Linked DNA regions of Mus musculus: region 1 is linked to region 2. A link is a contact called in public promoter capture Hi-C data. All regions are on one chromosome and are shown on one strand. The core of a region is the stretch at or near the end of the contact, and the rest is flanking DNA. Distances in the headings are between cores, read along the strand shown. Region 1 holds the start of Gm30421 (a long non-coding RNA gene). Region 2 overlaps Prkce (protein kinase C, epsilon).

Region 1 (6,287 bases), core at 3,473-5,972, 520 kb after region 2:
CTGAGGGATCCCGTCCTAGGCACACGGGTGAGGTTGAGAGCTTTTATGTCTGAAGCCATGCCTTGTTCCTGACCTTCGTACCAAGAACCACTACAGACTGGTTACAGCTCAGGTCAAGTTTTCTTTGGCTCCCTCCATCCCACCGCTTACCCTCTGTTCCCGTTCCAAGCCTCCTCCTCCAGCAGCCAGCCGTGCAGCTCTGTGCAATTCAACAAAACTTAGAGGGTAGTGTGCAGCTTGGCACTGTGCTCAGAAACACAGTCGTCCTGGCAACGGGTCTGCTGCAAGCTCTCTGACCTTGGGCTTCCAGAGGGACTGTGTTCTTGCTCCATCGTACAGAAATAATGCAAGAAAATGACCAGGAGCTAACTCATGGGCTGAAACAATGCCAAGACAGTTAAGGACACGCATGTCTGTCCAACTCAGATTGTTTGTTTGTTTATTTATTTATTTATTTATTTATTTAAGTTATTATTTAAGACAGGGGTGTACTGTGCAGCCTGGGCTAGTCTGTTGGTATGCCTGCCTCAGCCTTCTGAGTTCTGGGGCTAGCAGCATGCACTGCCACAGCCTGCAGGCTTGAAGGAGGCATGGTTCATTTCACTTTGTACTTTACTTTCTGAGATGGGGAGGGGACCCTCAGCAGTGACCATGGTTCTAGGTGGCTTTTCCAGTCCCACTAGCTCTCTCTGTCTGTGGCTTTTGTTCCTGCACTTTGAGTTACCAACTGTCAGCTGTAATCTGAAGATGCTGAAGGACGAATTTCAGAAGTAAATATTTCTAACTTATGTTAGAGTATAATTGTGTTATTTTCGTTCTATTTATTGCTATTAATAGGTTACTCTATCTAACTGATTAAGCTTTACCACAGAGATGTATATGTTGGGAAAAGCAGGATTTACAGGTCTTAGTTCTGTCTGTGGCCGTGGGCATCCTTCAAGGATCCTTGACAATGTGGAGCTAGTGTAGTCCAATTGTATTTGATGATAGTAACTTAATTTCTACTTTTATTAAGACTAGTTTATAAGGGACTATGGAGACATCAGGAGCTGAGCATTCTGGAAGCTCTTGGTCTGAGCCAGGCAGCTTGACTTGTGGAGGAACACAGGCCCAGGACTCAGTCAGTTGAAGTTAGAGTCAGCGACACAAAGGAGATCAAAATACAGGGACTTGGAAAGGCATAAACCATAAGGCACAGAATTAAATGGGTAAGATATGGAAGAGGATAAAATATTTGCTAGGCCGTGATTGGTGGAGCACCTCACTCCACAGCCTATGATACACTTTATTTAATCATAACAGCCTGGGCAACCAGACATTGTTGCCTCAATGTTCAGGTGAGCAGCAGGTGTGATAATGCAGCCTAGCAACAGAGCCTGGCCCAAGGTGAGGTAGGTAGTGGCATGGCTCTTCTCAGCCCATCCTCTCAGACCATCCTCTCAGACCATCCTCCCAGACCATCCTTACAGACCATTCTCCCAGCCCATCCTCCCTGCTCACCCTCCAGCCCATCCTCCCAGCCCATCCTCCCAGCCCATCCTCCTTTTCATCCTCCAGCCCATCCTCCCAGCCCATCCTCCTTCTCATCCTCCAGCCCATCCTCCCAGACCATCCTCCCAGACCATCCTCCCAGACCATCCTCCCAGCCCATCCTCCCAGACCATCCTCCCAGACCATCCTCCCAGCCCATCCTTTCAGCCCTTGGTCTCCAGGACAGGAAGTACTCTTTTCCTTTTACTTCAGCTTTTCAGTTACTACCTTGACAATTAAAAATAATACTCTATGAAATGAATTATAACTGCACACAGAATATACTTACCATGCATATTACTGAAGGAAATAAACACCTTTGGACCCATCTTCCACCCAGCTGAAGGGACAGAATGCTTTAATGGTAACGGGTGCATGGCTACCTTCCTTGTCTCAACCCTCACCCTTCCTACCCTCAGAGGTACCTATAGCATTGAAATGTGTATGATGTCTCCTTTGCCCTTTAATGTCTATGGTCTCTGAATTAGAATGGCCCCACAGACCCATATATTTGAATGCTTAGTCACCAGGGACTGGGCTTGTTTGAAAGGATCAAGAGGTGTGGCCTTGTTGGGGGAACTGAGAGTGGGCTTTGAGGTTTCAAAAGGCTCTGGCCCAGTCACTCTCTGCTTGCAGATCAGGGTGTATCTCTCAGCTGTAGTGCTGAGTGAGTCACCATACTCTCTGTCATGATGACAGTGGACTAAACCTCTGAAACTATAAGCAAGCCCAGCTACGTGCTCTGTTTTATAAGAGCTGCTGTGGTCATGGTATGTCTCTTCATGTCACTAGCACAGTGACTAAGACACCTGGCAATGAATGGCCTCAGGCATGCTACATTCTCAGCCCTTCAACCTTTTAATGTTTCTCAGACTTTCCCCCCCTAATTATTTCACTGACATTTTAATCCCATGAGTAAATATGTTTGTACCATACATATTTATATATGAGAATAATACCATTTTATCCCTTCAGAACTGTTGTGTGTGTGTGTGATTTATGGAGACTACTGCTGTCATCATGAGTGGATAGTATAGTCCAACTATTTTATAGGACCCACTTAGTAAACATTTCTCATGGGCAGTGAGGGGGTTCAGTAGGCAAAGGTGCTTGTCACCAGTCTGACAACATGAGAACCCAATGACTTTCTCAAATTGTCCTTTCAGCTCTATATACATGCCACACATCACATGCTTGGCAGCAAAGGAATAAATAAATAAATAAATAAATAAATAAATAAATAAAATATATGTAGGTTTTTAAAATGTTTAAAATTTGCCATATCACCTCTATCTCTGTGTGTGTGTGTATATACATATACATATATATATATATATATATATACACATATATATCTTTTATGCATTCTTACTCTTTTTCTTCTTTTTAAAGATCCCTTTTTTTATATGTTTAAGAAAACTAGTTTTCCAGGACCACTCATTGAAAGTCTACTATCCCCTATAAGCCACTGTCTCCTATAGTCACTGCCCCCTATAGCCACTACCCATATAGCCACCACCCCTATAGCCACTGCCTCCTATAGCCACCACTTCTATAGTCACTGCCCCCTATAGCCACCTCTAGTGTCTCTTCTGCCACATGTGTGCAAGGGTACTCTGTTCTGCCTCTCCCTTCTGTTCTAGTGTGTGCTTCTTTATTTCTGTACTAATAACAAAGTTATCATTTCTATTGTTGAATGCATTCTTTTCTTGTACTCCTTCTTGTCTCTACTAAAAGGCACACAGAACAATGGATCCTGGGTTACAAACAAGTATTTGTTTAGCACTTGCCTTTTAAGTCTTTGTCCACCAGCTCAACAAAAAGAAAATCCACCCAAACGCTTCTAATAATGAACGAGCCTTGATACTTAGTAAGCGAAGTTTCAGTCTTGATACTTAGTAAGCTAAGTGTCTCTAATGAATGAGTCTCGATACTTAGTAAGCGAAGTTTCCCTTCTTTAGAAGCATCATGTCTGTCCTCTGCTCTTGGCTGTTTCCTGTCAATTTTTGTGATGGTTAGTCAGATTCCAAAAGAGAACATCCTGTATGTGAAGCAAGGGCAGGGGTAGGCAGCGAGAGACTGAGGAGACTGAGCCGTGAGAGGGAGGCCATGTGGGGACAGAGCATGTGTCAGAACCCCCGCATGGCTGAAGTCCAGGGAGCAAGGACTCATGGGGGCAGAATATGGCAGCCCTTTACAGAGGCGCTCAGCCAGGGTCAGAGCATGTGGCTCTCTCCATGTCTCAGTAACTCTAGATGTCACTGAGCCTCCTGTGGAGAGATTTGTTAAAAACTAGAACCTCTCACTCTGAAATAGCTGAAGCCAAATAACTTAATTGTTGAACTCAGTTCTAGACTAAGAAGATAAGTAAAAAAAGGAAAGACAAGACAAGAATTTGGGGTTCAGACTCATAGTGATCAATTATTCCTGCAAAGGGACAATCCTAGTTGGATCAAAAGCTTCCTAAGAGGCTCTTGTATGAACCCATGCCACGGGTTTCTATTTTGTTTACTTGCGGTAATGGTTATTGGGAATTTACTACGAAGCTGCATCTCTTCTAAGCACATTGAGGACGTAGCTGACGTAAGGACCCCTCAAAATCCGAACTGACTCCAAGTATGACTCCAACCAATGATGGAGTAGTGGGCATTTTCCTCTGAGGAAGAGATGGCTGAGAAAAAGCAGAGAATTCTCTTTATGTACAGAGCTCTGACAATCAGTCCTCGAACTAGGCTTTGGGACTTTTTCCTAATGGATCTTACTTATTTAACCCAAATGGAAAAGATGCAAACCAGGAGTTATCAGGTTGTACCACGGAAAACAAGGGCAGACAAGATGCTGACTCTATCATCTGTGAAGACAGGAAGGCAGGAAGGAAGGGCAGGACGATGGATAGCTACCCTCCACACTTAGGGCACCCGTGATGTGCTTGCTCGAGGTTGCACGAACAAAGGCTTGGCCCTCTGCTCTGGACCAGGAAGTCCTTGGTGTCAGACACCAAGTTTTGGCATCAAGGATTTTTCAACAAGGAAGGCAGCTGCCTGAAATCCTTTGTGGAGCAAGACAAGTTATAAATAGACCTATAAATTTTTGTAAGCAGAAGGCAACAGGCTTAGCAGAGCTGCTCTTCCCCTTTGGTTCTTCCTCCACGCCTTGCCTATCAAATCCCTGCTGCCAGGCAGAGCCGTCTGCCTACTAGCCAATCCGCTGCTCCAGGAGCGCAGCCAGGGTGGAAACTGGCTTCTATGACAACCTCAGGTTGTGACCTTGCTTGTGAAGGAGAGTAAATCTTCCTAACTTACCTCTAGCTAATTGGGCAGGAGATAAAGGAGACAGAATGCAGTGTATCCTCTCTAACTGGCTGGTCGCAGCATTAATCCATCCCTTGCAGAGGCAGCCTTGGCTTAGCAACAGACTGGGGAGAAGAGCTGTGTGCTGAGACCTGCTCTGTGGGTGTCTGTGTGCTCAGGAGCAGGGGTAGGGGCATTTCATCTCTTCTAGCAAATGCAGAGGCATCTGGGCATGCAGATGTAGGATTATTTGGGACCTGGAATCTGAGACTTTACTGGGCTCAGAAACACTTGGAGACTCATTAAAGCACAGGTTTCCAGGGGTCCCTCCCAATGTTTCTGATCTGGTAGAATTAAGGTAGGGTCTAAGGACTTTCATTTCTCATAAACCACCGGATGGCACTGGTACTGCCAGTCTGAGGAGGATGCTTTGAAAACCTTTTGTTTGGCTCAACTTCCTGATTTTTGCAAACAAGGAAAACAAACCCCCTAACAGTTGGTTTAAAAAAAAAAAGATATGTCTAAGAGTCCCACACTAGTGACTGGCTTCAGCCAGAGTAGTCCAGAGATTTCTAGACTCTTGTTTTGGTATTCCCTCTACCCCTTCAGGCTGGCAGAGGACCAGAATTAAAATAGCAAGGTGCTATTTTAATCACAAATATATTGCCCTTTATGACTGAGAATGGCCAGTCTCATACACTGGCCCTCCCTAGCCCAACACAGGCTCTTCAGGCTCAGCACATAAGTAGCCCACTCTGGTTCATCATCCACTATCCAGTGGAGGGTCAGACAGTTGCCATAGCTGGTGCCCACTTCTAAGAGTCTGGCATCTATTTTACTGCCCTGCTCTCCTTGTTAGTCAGTGAACCTGAGATCTGAGGGCTCTTGCACTGTCCACTGACTACACTGACCGGCTCTGAGCTATAACTCTTTCTATAGCCTCCATGTGCTTTGTTTGGCATTGGTGCCTGACATTTTGCTTCATTGCCCCACTTTTCTTGAAGCTAGAATTCTACTCGGAACGATCATATATGTGGAGGTTGGGTCGGGGGTATTGGCAGTGGGGGTTGGATGGGGCATGGTGCTGATGCTGATGAACTCTTCTCCTGGTCTCATTCCTGCGTTGGAGCACTCACCTATACTCAAACCTGATATCTAGTGCTCAAGCTCCACCCAGTTCAAAAGAATCTCCTGCTGCCTGCAGATCAAGATGGAGAGCTCTCTCATCTCTTTCTCCAGCAGCATGTCTGCCTGGACGTTGCCCTGCTTCCTGCTCCCCGCCCTGATGATAATGGACTGAAGCTCTGAACCCGTAAGCCAGCCCCAATTAAATGTTGTCCTTATAAGAGTTGCCTTAGTCATGGTGTCTGTTCACAGCAATGGAAACCCTAACTAAGGCACACTCACACACACACACACGCACACACACACACACACACACACACACGAACAATAAGTAAAAATGTA
Region 2 (6,357 bases), core at 31-2,530:
TTGTTTGTTTTGTTGTTGTTTGTTTGGTTTTTTTGTTTTTTGTTTTTGAAAAATTAGTTTGTTTTATTGTCTCTGATTCCTCCCTGGCCAATGTTGTGGTTAGCCCAGTGTCCCAGAGAGGCCCTTTCAGTCAGTTTATGGAAACTGAGTCCTTCCTTAAAATGGTTCCTGTAGACGGGCTGGAGTGGAGCTCAGTACTGGAGCCTGTGCTTAGTGTGGACAGGGGCCTGGGCTTAGCTCTGAGGATGGGGGGGGGGGGTAGCTCAATGGGACAGCACCTGTCCAGCATGCCTGAACACCGGGGTCTGATACCCAGAATGACAAAGAAAAAAATGCATGCTAGAGAAAATTTCAGTGCCTCCTTGGCACCTAATCGGGGCTGCCACCTGGTCACCTCAGCACAGGGCTGGCAGTCCTGAGTGTCCTGTTGGCACCTTGCCCCCATTCACTCTTCAGTTAAATACTCCTTGCTAGGAGTACAGTGCTGTTGAGGGCTGGGGACGTGAGTCGAGCCAGCTAGACGAAGGCTCCTGCTGAAGACAAGATGGAAGGCAGGGCTGAGAGCCAGGGAGTGTGCTGTGGTCTCCCTGTGGGTCTTCCTGGCACATGGATGGGCTTGCTCCATCCAGTCAGTCTCTTCCTGCAAGCCACGGGCCGTGTGTCATGAGCGTCCCGCTAGATTGCTAAAGCTGTGCTTGGGAATTAGAAACAGGACACAAACTGAGGACTAAGCAGTAAACGGGAAAGCCGGAAAGGATGCTGCCTGGGGTTCTCTGAGACCCACAGCAATGCTCTCCTTACTGGCAGATTGCATTTCCCCTCCCACTCCTGACCATAGGTCCTTTCATTTCCTGTATCCTTTTCACTAAATTGAAGGATTAATGTACATGTTATGCACTTAAACAAAATGCATAGATATTCAAGCAGTTTCTCCATCTTACTAGATAGATTCTTAGCATTCACATTAAGAATGGCTAAAGGGGCCGGGCAGTGGTGGCTCACGCCTTTAATCCCAGCACTTGGGAGGTACAGGCAGGCAGATTTCTGAGTTCAAGGCCAGGCTGGTCTACAAAGTGAGTTCCAGGACAGCCAAGGCTACATAGATAAACCCTGTCTCGAAAAAGCAAAACAAACAAACAAACAAAACAAAAAACAAAACAAAACAAAAAAATGCCCAATGGAGAAAAGCGAACAATTTTCTCCCTACAGACCTTACCAAGTATCTTGCAGTTAACCATTTCAGCCACTAGGTGGCGAGAGTAGTTAGCAAGGCAAGTGGGTCTTTGTGACTCATCCAGGCAGGAAGAGGAGACTGGAGACCTAAAATAGTTTAACTGAGCGAGGTGACCAAACGGGTGCCGTTCTAGAAGGATACACTCTGAAGCTTCTGGTTTCCAGTATTGGCAAATATTTCCTTTCATATACAAAATTCTAAAGTTAGACAGGAAGAAAAATAAGAGTAGGACTAGCTCTCAAAAAGCAGAGCCGTAGAAGCTTGCCCTGTCTGGTCCTACTTTTGTCTGTTTGAAACGAAGACGCTGAAATAATTTCTGAGCTCATAAGCAGACTACAGTGTCTGCAGCTGCGCTCTAAACCCCACCCGGTGGGGACAGAGCTGTTTGGAGCTCTATGAAACAGGCCGAGTTTGTTTGTTTTTATTTTAAATAGAAGTAAACCGCGCTCCCAGGATAGAGAGCCCAGCTACCGTGCTACTCTGACCATCTTGAAAACTGACAAGAAAGAATTTGTCAAGTGTTTGGTCCGATTGAGGTCTCACTGTTTTCTTCTGGGTGATTCCTGTTCGGTAGGAACGGGAGCAGCGCTTTCCTATCAAACTCACGATAGGAACCCGGGGAGAGGGCGGGAGATACATTTGTAATGACTTCACAGAATTTCCCTTCCTCTGTGAATACCTGTCCCAGGCGTGGGTCCTCAGATTCTCCACTGGCTAATGACATTTTAGTGTCTATGGAAATCATTAACTTCCCTGAGAGACTCAGCCTCATTCCTTTGATAACTGAAGCTGCCTATATCGCAGCGATGCATTCCTCCGTACTCCGTACTCTTTGGTAGTCACCAGTTAATCAGATTTCCTTCTGCTGATACTTTCTTTAATAAGAGGTATTTGGTGATGACGGAGGGGCAGTTCTAGCAAACAAAGGGTTTAAACCCAGCCCCAGGGGCTCTGGTTACGGCAGCCCACACCCGATGCAGAGCCTGACTGAATGCTATCGCTTTTCTAGATTAGATAGAAGAATTAGGGAAACATTTTTTTAGGATACCTATGGTCTGGTTTTGGTGACAGTTCATACAGTGGGAACTAGAAAATGTTGCGCTGGCCTAATACTGATAACAGAAAGTATTTTAGAAGGCAGCACTCTATTTACAGTTTTAGTAGACTATCTTTTATTTATTTACTGTTCATATCATAAATGTAAACAACGTGTCACCCCACAAGCACCCTGACGCGCCCTCTCCCCCCACTTCATGTACCTTTTTAAAAGATTTGTTTATTTATGTTGTGTGTATGAGTGTTTTGCCTGCATGTATGACTGTGCTCTACATGTATGTATGGTCCCTGCAGAGGTCAGAATAGGGTGTGGGATTCCCTGGAAATGGAGTGGTTACAGATGCTTGTGAGTCACCTTGTGGGTTCTGGGATATGATCCCAAGCCCCCTGCAGTAGCTACAAGGGCTGCTAAGCACCAGCCGTCCCTTTAGTGCCTCTTCTGGCTCTGTTGCTCTTGTGATCCACCAAGCCAGGTTCTTTCTGTGGGATCCTTAGTGTGACACAATGCTCTCCTTCATCCTCGCACGTGTCTCTGTCATGGCCCAGGCTGTGGACATTGCCATTACCCATGAGTATGGGGGATAAGGGCTGGGCGGAGCCATTGCTGTTGCTACTGAGACCTTCAGCGGTACACGTCATTTGCAACCAGAATATGAAGGAGGGGGACGGTGACCTACTTTCCAAACTTGCAAGATCATGCTTGAATCTATGTGACCCTTAGACATTCTTGACCTTTCCAAATTTTTTATCTAAATTCTGCCCGATTTCAGAGCTGGGACTTGATGTTTTATGATAGCGATTCTTCAAATTGTTCCTATTCAATAGGTTTTTTTTTTAAATGGCAATCAGTAGTGGTGATATAGTCCTGAACGATACAGAATTAAGCAATAACCAGTGAGCTCTGTCTGTGGGGCCACCGGAGAGGCTCGGGTGGTGTGGCCAAGCCTGGATTCTATCCACACTGCCACACACTCCCCCCCCCCCCTAATTTTTAAAGGTGTCTATTAAGAAAGAAAAATGGGAGAGATGGCTGTTTGAACCCTGCACCTTAAAAGAATGCTGTCTATCTAGTATGCTTTGGTCATATGGAAGTGGTTATCTCTGAAAGTCCACTGAGAACCTTAGTCCAAAACAATAGTTTAGTCTGTCTTGTTTTCTCACATTCTTTTGAAATTCCTTATTTCCCAACAAGGGGGGAAGTAGGTGTCACTTAGGCGACCACTTTCTGAGACTCCCCGAACAGCACGCAGTCACCTCTCCTGTCCTCTTAGGCTCCTGGGTTGGAGGGTGAGCATCGCCCAGCTAGTGAAAGCTTTACCTAATTCTGTCCATCAGAAGGCGGGAAGGCCATCTGCGTGCGGGGACCACGCACTTCAGGGCATGCGTGCTGAAACTGTAACTACACTTCCGAGAAACGGCTTTTCAGATGTCAGCAGAATCCCTTTGCTTTGCCCACTCCAGAATTAGATACTTCTGTTGGGTCTTTATCTTCAAGGTCAAGATCTTGTCTTGTGGAGTGTTTTTGAGACAAGAGTCTCACTCACTATGTAGCCTGGCTGGCCAGGAACTCATCTCGGTCTCTAGCTCGGAGATGCTGGAATTAAAGGTCTGTGCCACCCCACTTTCTCTCCCCCTTTTATTAATGAGCACACAAAGACAAGATAATGCCTCTGGCCTCCTGGAGTTTCCAGTTTCTCTCCCTCTCCCTCTCCCTCTCCCTCTCCCTCTCCCTCTCCCTCTCCCTCTCCCTCTCCCTCTCCCTCTCCCTCTCCCTCTCCCCCTCCCCCTCCCCCTCCCCCTCCCCCTCCCCCTCCTCCTCCCCCCTCCCCCCCCTCTCTCTCTCTCTCTCTCTCTCTCTGTGTGTGTGTGTGTGTGTGTGTGGCCTTTGGAGGCCAGAAGAGAGCATCAGATTTCCTGGAGCTGGGTTAAAGACAGGGCAGCAGGGAGTTTCCTCTCATAGATGTAGATGTGGATGCGGATGTAGATGTAGATGCGGATGAAGATGTAGATGTAGATGCAGATGCAGGTGTAGATATTGATGTTGGGAACTAAACTGAGGCCCTCTAGAAGAGCAACAAGTGCTCTTAATCCCTGAGCCATCTCTCCAGCCCTTGAAGCATCAGAAACATTGGTGAAGGCAAGCAAGAAAGATAAGAGAAATTAAACTATTTCCAACAGGAAAGTTGCCATAAAATAGCTGTATTGTATTTCCAGTCCATAAGTAATCATAGACATTGTAAGTTCCATTCCTGATCCCAGGAGCATACTGAATGGCTCTTTAGCTGGCCATACCGTCTTCTGAAAAGCTTGCTTGCTCTTGCCTAATGCAGTTGGAGCTGGTAGCCCTGAGTGTGCCTTTTAGGACTGCCCTTCCTTTTAAGAGTATGCCTTCCTTCTTGTCTGCCCATCTGCAAAAGTCCAGTGTTCCTCCAGGTTCTGCTATTGTGTAGCGTTCTAAAGGGCGAGGAGATGGAGATCCAGCCTTCAAGTGGACCTCGGTCCTTCTCTGGGAGAGAATAAGGTGGCAGGCCCTGACATAGAAGGGGGTACATAAGAGGGGAGAGACTTCCAGGCTGCTGAATGATGAGATAAAACCTGTAACATTGGGGAAGCGGAAACCTTTGTGACTTCCTTCTCTTTGTCTCGCTGGATCTGTTTCCCCAACACACCCATGGGGATGCCTGCTTAGCTGCAGTCACCTCCAGGCCCTAGGGGCTGGGAGCCACATATGTGAGATTCACCTTCTTCCCCTCCCTCCCTTGCTCCTCAAATAGATAAGGAAGGATAGAACTGGTCAAAGCCTTTTGGCATTTGGATTTTGCAGTTACCAGGGAAAGAGGCCAGGAGGCCATCAGCTTCAGCTCAGAACTCCAGACTTACGCTCATCCGGCCACCTCATATTACCCGTTACATTGTGTTCAAATGAATTGTGAAAATAAGTTATCGCCGCTGTGCGGGGTGCAGTTTACGGACCCATCTGTCTCTGCCTCTCATAAATTTCCCTTCCAGATGACCACAGCACGGCAGAAGTTTCTGTCTGTGCTGGTAAGCGGCAGGCAACTGTTGTCACTGGCTGACCTCTGGTTAGAAGTCCGTGGGAACCGCATCGCAGGCTTCATTGATGGGGTGGAATAGTTAGTTCTGCGGCGAGGTCTGTCTCAGGGTTAGAGGGAAGTGCTTGCGGATATTTGTTTCAGTCCGTGCTTTTGGTATTTTGACCAAGTTGGCACTGTTTTATCTCATCCAAACAGAGATACATGACAAAGGACAACTGCTGTTGGCTGACTCCGGTTCTGTGGATGCATTCAAAGAAGCGGTGTTGCTTCTATACATGGTCAGGAGTTAGAACTGCTATAAACTGCTTCCAGGTAGATGAGATTAAAAATAATAAAAAGATGAGTAATTTTTAATTACCTTGCTTGCAAAATAGTTGGATGTTACTGAAGTACTCAAGAATGCAGACTCTTAAAGTATCTTAAAAATGTATCATTCAAGCAATAGATTTCTTTCAAAAGATAAATTCCCAGTTGGTCCTTAATACCCCCATGCTGGCAGGGCATGGAGCAGTGTTATAAGACGTGGATGTAGCGTGAGTGAAGTCCCGGTTTCATCCAACATCACACACGAGCGAAAGGGAGGGTTATATCATCAAACTGTACTGGAATCGGTGCCGAGTGACTGCTGTGCACTGTGTAGTGAGCCTCTGTTCCTCTGAGCAGTTTGGCTCTCATGGTTTGGTGTGGTGAGAGATGAGTGGTGCTTAAAGCATCAGTTTAAAGCTGAGAGAAACAGCCTGAGGTGGCATCTGAGAGACCTCGCTGCCAGCTCTGGAGAGACTGAGCCCCAGGCAGTGAGTTGTCTTTGTTGGCCTTGGGCTTTGCTGTCTCACAATCTTCTTTGTCCTTTCTTTATGTTCTGTGTATGGGGTTTGGGCCTGGCCTACACAGGAAAGCATAGATATGACCTGGTGCTCTGAGAGAAAACTGTGGAACAGGTAGGATGAGCCTTGGAGGCATTCAGCTGGCACCTAGCATAGGCTCACACAATTCCTGCTGAAGACTGGTATT

The links. Promoter capture Hi-C pulls out the DNA fragments that hold promoters and counts their contacts.
Region 1: a contact with region 2 is called in a promoter capture Hi-C map of liver, with 2.5 times the contacts expected there. The contact joins two enhancer-like sites. A contact is called at or near these places in 2 of 39 promoter capture datasets (cranial neural crest and liver), 4 of 484 Hi-C or Micro-C datasets (the HPC-7 cell line, muscle stem cells, myocytes and 1 more) and 1 of 9 other capture datasets (embryonic stem cells).

Annotation. Positions count from the first base shown.
Region 1 is chr17:87,050,454-87,056,740 of GRCm38.p6, forward strand. It overlaps Gm30421 (a long non-coding RNA gene), which reads right to left and starts at 434. Exons shown (of 3, transcript XR_877089.2): 1 at 151-434. It also overlaps the pseudogene Gm24648. Within about 2 kb of position 4,723, at least 70 of the 459 cell types and tissues checked have an H3K27ac peak or open chromatin away from gene starts, as enhancers often do. A contact at or near this core is called in the HPC-7 cell line and liver, where this site is marked.
Region 2 is chr17:86,534,746-86,541,102 of GRCm38.p6, forward strand. The region is part of intron 10 of Prkce (protein kinase C, epsilon); the gene reads left to right. Among named protein-coding and RNA genes, the nearest start is that of Gm30284, 93 kb to the left of the region's middle. Within about 2 kb of position 1,281, at least 124 of the 459 cell types and tissues checked have an H3K27ac peak or open chromatin away from gene starts, as enhancers often do. A contact at or near this core is called in the HPC-7 cell line and liver, where this site is marked.